2 separate regions of the Ovis aries genome follow, and region 1 is linked to region 2. The links are chromatin contacts, called in public Hi-C maps. All regions are on one chromosome and are shown on one strand. Each heading gives the region's core, a stretch centred on a gene start, on an enhancer-like site or on the middle of the called end of the contact. The rest is flanking DNA. Distances are from core to core; before and after follow the strand shown.

Evidence for each region. A called contact is a pair of places that touch in the nucleus more often than the background predicts.
Region 1: a Hi-C map of hypothalamus shows a contact between it and region 2, with 1.9 times the contacts expected there. The contact joins the promoter of RGCC here to the enhancer-like site in region 2. A contact is called at or near these places in 2 of 16 Hi-C or Micro-C datasets (hypothalamus and tail adipose tissue).

Annotation. Positions count from the first base shown.
Region 1 is chr10:11,982,112-11,985,950 of ARS-UI_Ramb_v3.0, reverse strand. RGCC (regulator of cell cycle) reads right to left here and starts at 2,375. Exons shown (of 4, transcript XM_060394033.1): 1 at 2,141-2,375; 2 at 1,444-1,629. The coding sequence starts at 2,189.
Region 2 is chr10:11,916,565-11,920,289 of ARS-UI_Ramb_v3.0, reverse strand. All of the region lies in intron 11 of NAA16 (N-alpha-acetyltransferase 16, NatA auxiliary subunit), which reads right to left. Among named protein-coding and RNA genes, the nearest start is that of NAA16, 51 kb to the right of the region's middle. Within about 2 kb of position 1,854, at least 5 of the 54 cell types and tissues checked have an H3K27ac peak or open chromatin away from gene starts, as enhancers often do. A contact at or near this core is called in hypothalamus, where this site is marked.

The DNA.
Region 1 (3,839 bases), core at 1,126-3,625, 65 kb before region 2:
GCTTTCTTTCCCACGGGGGAGAGAATTTGTACTTGATGAATGTGCTCCAGTAGAAGGAGACACATTTAAGTTTGGCTGCGTACATTGAGACAAATTTCAAAATTTGTTCGACTTCCCTTTGAAATTGAAAATAAGCGGTCTGGTCATTAGCAACAAAGTCCAAACATACAGAATGGAAAATTAACAGCAGATGATTCCATTCCCTTTCACCTCAAAAGCTGCAATTAGATCTAACCCTTGGGCAGGGCTGCCAAGGCAAGTCAAGCTGGAACTCTTAAGTTTCTGACTCCAAGCCTCAACTGGATGGCCAGTGCTCTTTATTCCTTCTCAGGAGGACAGCTCATGTGTAAGTCCAAGACTGTATCTTTGCCCTGTAACAACGAGGAGCTTCAGGTCGCAAAAGAAGGGAATCACAAGGAAAGCTTATTGTTTTTACTTCCAGAGTCAAGGGCAGCAAAGGGAGTGACATTTAGGCAGGTAACTCATTTAGGGAATGAAGCCTCAAGAATTATCCAGAAGTGTTCAAAATTCACTCCGAAAAATAGTAAGTCATCCGGGTTGGGAAAAACGACAGTCACAGAAGATTGACAAGTCACCCAATTTGCTGTTTGACACCTGAACAAGTATCCATAATCCTTAGAGGACATTTGAGGTCCTGGAAAAAGTGGCCTCTCTTTTTAACAAGGTGATTTAGGGCAGCCAGACCCTGGGGGTGGTCTCCACCTTGAGAAAGTAAGCAGGAAGCAGCTCTGGGTCCATCTGCTCCCTACCGCCCCCGCCCCCGCCCCCGCCCCCGCCCCGGCCCTCTCCCACCCTCCCGCCCTCTTCCTCCCCACCCCCAGCCCCAGACTGGGTGGGGAGTCTGAGCCAGCAGTTCACGTCATGGACCTGCCTGAAGGATGAGGGACACTCTCTAAATACTCGGACTTAGCAGTGCTAGGATTCTTTCAAAACTGCGGACCGTGTAACAGCAAGTCCGGGGGGGTCAGGGCCAGGAGAAAGTGCAAGAAGTGTTTCAAACACCCCAAGAACGGGAGCTTAAGAAACCTTTCCTGGTTTCACCAATACATCCATCCTGCGCCCTCCCGGGGACCCTGGACCCCACGCCTGTGGCGCTGTCTCCACATCCTCTGAAGATGCCGCTGAGAGCGGCAAGGAGCGCGGAGAGGGCGCCCTGGGGAGGCCCTCCGGGTCCTGACACCTGCCGGCGGGCGGCGTGGGGCCCAGCCTGCCTTCCGGGGACCGCCCTCCGGGGTCTGGGCCCCGCCGGCCTCGCGGCCCCGGAGACTCCCGGAGCCCTGGAGACGGCGCTGGGCTTCGGGGCTCGCTCGGCGTCGGTTTTCCCGATGAGCGCGCGGAACCCCGCGCCCCGGGCGCTCCCCCGCGGGCCGGGCGCCCGCAGTGCCCGGGGCGCGGCAGCCCCCGAGGCGGCGCCACACTCACTCTCGGAGTCGCTGAGGCCGCTGCTGTCGCTGACGCTGGCGCTGCTGCGCCGCTTCATGCGCTCCAGGTGCTCCTCGTAGCGGAAGTGGCGCGCGTGGAAGGGCGACGCGAAGTCGGCCAGCACCGCATCGAACTCGCACAGCGCGGCCGTCAGGTCCCCCGCGTCCGCAGAGTCCAGGGCCGGGGCTGCGCAGGGGCGGAGGGCGCGGGTGAGGGCGGGCGCCGGGCCCCGGCCCCGGCCCGGGCCCGCCGCGCCCGCGGGGTACCCCAGGGTCGCCAGCCCACGGGGACTGCGCTCCGGCCGGGGTCGGGGGTGGCGGGCAGCCCGCGATCGCCGCCGGCCGCTGGCGGTTACCGGTCCCGACTCTCCACCGCCCCCTGAAGTGCGCGCTAGCATCGCGCCCATTTTACAGATAAAGAAACTGAGCCTCCAGCCCGGGGGAGTTGCAAGTCAAAGGTCACGCCGCCAAGCTCAAGGCCGAGCTCTTGCGGGTGGGGGACGGGTCCCCGCGCTCGCGGCCCCGGGGGCGGCGGGAGGACTGAGTCAGGGGGCGCCCGTGACGTGTCCCCCAGCCCGGCGGGGGCAGAGGGGAGGCAGGGGGAGGGACGGAGAGAGACCACGCGGGACCCTGCCTCCTTCCCCCAGCGCCCTGCAAGGCCCGGGTTCCAGGAGACCCACGCGGCCCTCGGCACTCACCTGCGGCCGCGGCGGCCGCGGGGCTGCCCTGCGCGGCGGGCGGCTTCATGGGGGGCTCCGCCGGCGCGGCGCTGGGGGGCCGCGATGCTGCGCGGTCTGGGCGCGCGGTCGCGCAGGCGGGCGTGCTGCTCGCGCCGTCCGCTCCCCGGGCGGCGTCCCGCTCAGCCCGGCGCCCCGCCCGGCAGTGCTCCAGCCGCGCCGCTGCCGGCACCGCGCGCCTGCCCTTCCCCGGGTCGCCGGCGCCCGAGCGCCCCGAGGTCTTATAGCCGCGGGCGGGGGCGGGCCGGGGCGGGGCCGCGGGAGCCGGGCCGCCGGGTGTGTCCCCGCCGCCGCGCCCCGGACGCCTCCGTCCCCACCCCGGGCCCCGGGCACCGCCCTCGCCACGCGCGCGCCGGGGCACCGCGGTGACGCCCCGTGGCCCGAGCCCGGGTTACAGCCCCAAATATTTACGCGCCGCTTCCCCCGCGCGCCCTGACGACGGGCCCCCGCGGACGTGGCTCTGGCGGCACCACCAGAATCCCCGAGACTTGCGGCTGCGCCTCGCTGCCGGTGCCCTGAAGCTCCTCCAGCCTCCGTTTCCTCGTCTGTGAAAGGGAAGTGCCTAGCCCTCCGGCTTTGATGCGAAGAATAAAGCAGCCAGGAGCCGCGGGAGACCCTGAGCCACGTGGGAGCCGCAGGGGTCCCTGCCGCGCGTTCCCTCGCCGTTGCTCCCAAGGCCCGTGAGGACTTCGGGTGCACGGAGTGCTGAGGGCAAGGGGGACAGACGTCGGTAGAGTCCGCGGTTTTACAGTTGTTCCCATCCCGGCGCCCGGGGCCTGACTACAGTCCTGGGTCTTCGTGGTAGGACTTTGTTCAGGGAAGAAATTACTACGTGGATGCAGCGCTAAGCCGGCGCCTCTCAGGGTCCACACTGAGCCAGCCCGCCCAGCCGCCTGGCAGGGGACCAGTCCTGACCCTAAATGACCTACGTGGTGCGCGGCCCCAAGGCGGTAGCCACTTGGCACAGGTGGCTTCTTAAATGTAAAGCAACTGAGCGTGTTAGTTGCTCAGTTGTGTCTGACTCTTTGAGACCCCCATGGACAGCAGCCCAACCGGCTCCTTTGTCCATGGGATCCTCCAGGCAAGAATACTGGGGTGGGTGGCTATGCCCTCTTCCAGGGGATCTTCCGCATCCAGGGGTCGAACCCAGGGCTCCTGCCGGGTCTTCTGCATTGCGGGCAGATTTTTTATCGCTGAGCCAACCAGGACAGCCCATAGGTAACTAAAATAGAGTAGAATAAGATGAACAATTCAGTACCCCAGTTGCTCGGGACACCTATCAGGTGCATAAGAGCCATCCTCACTCAAAGTCCTATTGGACGGTGCTGCCAGGGTGTCTGCCCGCAAACCAGCCTCGGAGGGAAGGGAGGTGTCTTACTCCAGTTGTCAAAGGCCTCCTTGGGCAGGTCTTGGCATGCACCGTTTTCAGGCCCGCAGCAGCCCTGAGAGGTAGAATTACTGCTTCTGTTTACACGTGAGGAAACTGAGGCACAGAGAGCTTAAGTAGCATGCTAGTCACCTGGTGATGGAAAGGCAGGTCTGTCTGGTTTCAGAGCTGCTCAGGGCTTCTAGCAAAGTGAGAATGGAGCAAACAGGAGGAAGAGGCTCCAGTTAAGGGTGCAATTAACCCAGGTTCTTGATGCAACAAGGCAAAGCATAC
Region 2 (3,725 bases), core at 605-3,104:
CATGGACAAAGAAGTTGCAAAGACGGTACAGGGGTGTCCTATATCCCCTTCGCTCAGTGTCCCCACCAGGTTACATCCTGCAGTTAGCTGCCAACACAAACAGCTGAGATGGGCTTGATGTGTGTGAACAGTTCCATGTGACTTCACCATACGGAGGTCTCTCTAACTACAATGCAGGGGACACAAGCTCAGTTCCTGGGTGCGGAACTATTGGGTCCACGTGCCACAACTCTGAGAAGTGTGCACGCCTCAACAAAGATCTCGTGGGCGGCAACGCGGGCCTGACACAGCCATACACAAACAAACAAGTAAAAGAAGTAATAGCCAGACCAACCAGGGCAACGAGCAACTCTTAATTCCTTTATAGAAAATCTGTCGTTATAAAGTAAGTGCCAACTTGATAAAGATGAAGGCGCAATGGAAGATAAAGTGCGGGCTTCCTTGTGGCTCAGTGGAGAAGAATCCCCTTGCCAATGCAGGAGACATGGGTTCACTCCCTGATCCAAGATCCCATATGCTGTGGAGCAACTAAGCCTGTGCGCCCCAATTACTGCCCTTGTACTCTAGGGCCCTGGAACTGCAACTGCTGAAGCCTGTGCGCCCTGGAGTCTCTGCTCTGCAACAAGAGAGGCCACCACAATGAGAAGCCAGGTGCTACACCTAGAGAAAAAGTCCACACAGCACTGAAGACCCGGCACAGCCATAAATAAATAAAATTAATAATTAAAAAAAGATAAAGTTATGAATGTCCTATGGTTTTGATCTACTGGAAACCTTAGATCTTATCAAAAAGTTTTAGAAATATGCACTGCTCCTCTCAGATATAAATCTACATGCTAAAATAATGAGAAACTAATCACCTGAAAAAAAGGTGGGGGGGGAGCTCAATTCTTGAAAGAAAAAATAGTTAAAAATATTATTCTGAATACAAGTTTATAGCCAATAGTCTGAAGGTGGTCATTCTGTCTTATTTTTAATAAAGCTTAAGTTCTAAACATCGGATTGGGTTGGACTACATAATCACTACATGTAATCTTAAACCCTGTAAGGAAGGCAAGGAGGAGGCAGAAAAAGGACTACAGTGGACCATTCTAGAATTCTAACATTTCAAATCCAATTAGTAAGAGTGCAAAGCAGTACGTCCTAGGCAGAAACTGCCTTCAGTGAAAGAATTCTTGAAGGCAGAAGGACTCAAGTCCTTCTTGGAACTTAGTTCTCTATTCAATAACCTTCTATTTAGAAGGTCAACTGCAAAATTATATATATATATATACTGTATATATATATATATATATATATATTTTTTTTTTTTTGCCACACAACATGTAGATCTTAGTTCCCTGAATAGGGATTCAAACTGTGCCCCCACTGCATTGGCAAAGCACAGTCTTGACCACTGGACTGCCAGGGAAGTCCCCAAAGTTTTATTTTTGAATAAGGTGCTCGTTTCTTTACTAAAATATTTAAAACCCAGGCACAAAGGTAACTCAAATAGGTATCTGTTGTATCTTTTAATTATGTAATTACTCCTAAATCCTTACAATTGTTGTCATTAAGAATTTTCTTTTAGATGACATTAATGTTATTAGAAACTCATTTCAGAGAGCTCTCTGGCGGTCTGGAGATTAAGAATCAGCCTTCCAATGCAGGGGACCTGGGTTCCATCCCTGGTAAAGGCACTAAGACCCCACAGGCCTGGGGGCAACCACACCTGCTCAAGACAGGGAGAGCAGCCAGCGCTGGGACGACTGAGCCTGTGCACCACAGCCGCTGAAGCCCCGCTTCACAAGAGAAGCCCTCGCGCCAGAACTAGCGAAGCTCCTTCGGGCCGCGACAGAGACCAGCACAGCCAGCATGGGACAGAAGAGTTAATCATTTCAGAAGCATTCATCAGCAAACAATCGCCCTCTCTACTCTACACTAATGTTTCTCCTTTTAGCGTGAATTATCTCACTATAGAGACTAGCTTCTAAGCGTAATGCGAATAGGATCTTTTCTTCTGTCTCTGCCTCTGGCTGTATTTTTAAGGACCAACAGCAAACCCTAAAGATACTTAGTAACGTTTCCAACGATGATAATTACATAACATAACCAGAGGGTGATGATTTCTACCATCTCTGATAACCAGTGATCGTCTGTTAATTTTTTTTTTCCTTAAAAAATGCTTTCTACCAGTCAAAACACATTTTTTAAACTGGAAATACAGGTGACCCTTGAACAATACCATGTGGGCCCACTGATATGTGAGTTTTTTCCAACAGTAAATTCTACAGGACCACGTGATCATGGTTGGTTGCATCCATGGATACAGAAACAGGGATATGTTGGAACCACGTATACAAAGGACCAACTGTAAGTCACAGGGAGATTTTCAACTTCCCAGAGGGTTGGCATCCCACACTCACTTTGTTCCAGGGTCAACTGTAGTTATTCAAAACCACTAAAAACTCAGGAGAAAGCATAATCTAAATGAAACTTAGTAATGGAACAGCTGGTAATCACAGTCAACAATTTCTTAATAAAAAACATTAAAAAGAATAAAGTAGTCACTAATGCTAGGAGGAATGGGACTAGAGATGGAGAAGTTCCCAATGATCCCAAGGTGCTGAAATCTGACTTCCACAGAAAGTCTGATCAACTCCTAATTATAGTCGTGCTGGAACAACTAATATGTAAGTGCCAAGCTACAGCTCCTTGAGAATGTTCTGGGTAACAGAAATGCATCTTTCCTTAGTAACGAGCAGAATGCTTTTAAAGTGACGATCGTCTAGGATGTCAAAACAAGCTAGTGATCTATGGTTTGGTCACTGAAATCAGAGCCTGACTTAAACTTAGGATGCTTGGATATTGCCTGAATATTTCACATATCATCCAAAGGCTTTACAGTTTCCGAGGAGATGAGAAGGGTTTTCCCCAGCAATCAGCCATCAAGTTTAGGCTTAAAAAGCAAAGAACAAAGCAAAAGCTACACTACTTCTGAAAGGGCTCTAACGGAGTCTTAGTTCCAGTTCCCGACCAAAGCCACCCCCTAAGAGGCCCAGCCTTCCTTTGGGCAACTTCACAACTTTCATGTGGGGAAGAAGGCCAAAGTGGCTGCCAGGGTGCAGACCGCAGGCTCACCTGACTGCGCCAGCTCAGGACGGGGCTGCCGAGTGACCCCTGGCTGAAGGCTGCTGAGGCCTGCCTCGGGGGTGCATTGCGGCTCTTTTCCTCCCGTGGTCCATTTGGAAGGAGAGTGCTTCGGAGATGACAAAGAACAGGAAAACAAAAATTCACACACAAGGAAAAGAAAAGTCCCCCTTCCTAAGGCACATCGCACACAAGATCCTAGAAAGTCGTAACATAAGCCTGCAAGCCAGCCCCACGTTGGGTACAGAAGTGCAGGAGGTGAGAACACACACCCTGGGAAGACAAACTGGAGAGAGGCTGACTACAGAGCAGATCCTGACACAGAGCGGAGAGAGGTGGCCCTCGGCCTGTGCATCTTTCCAGGCTGGGGATGAAAATCAAGTAACGGCCCAATTAGGAAAGAGAAATTTTGAGTACATGTTAGTAATAGCAACAGTAACTTAACTAATCCTTCTCTTCTTGCTTCAGACAAAAATATGCAGACATGTCTACCTCATTACCACCTGAGGATCCAAAGAAAGGAATCATTTATTCACAATTTCTGAATGTTTGAAAGGCTAAAGATCGATAATTTTTTCACAGTGAAGTTTTCCAAA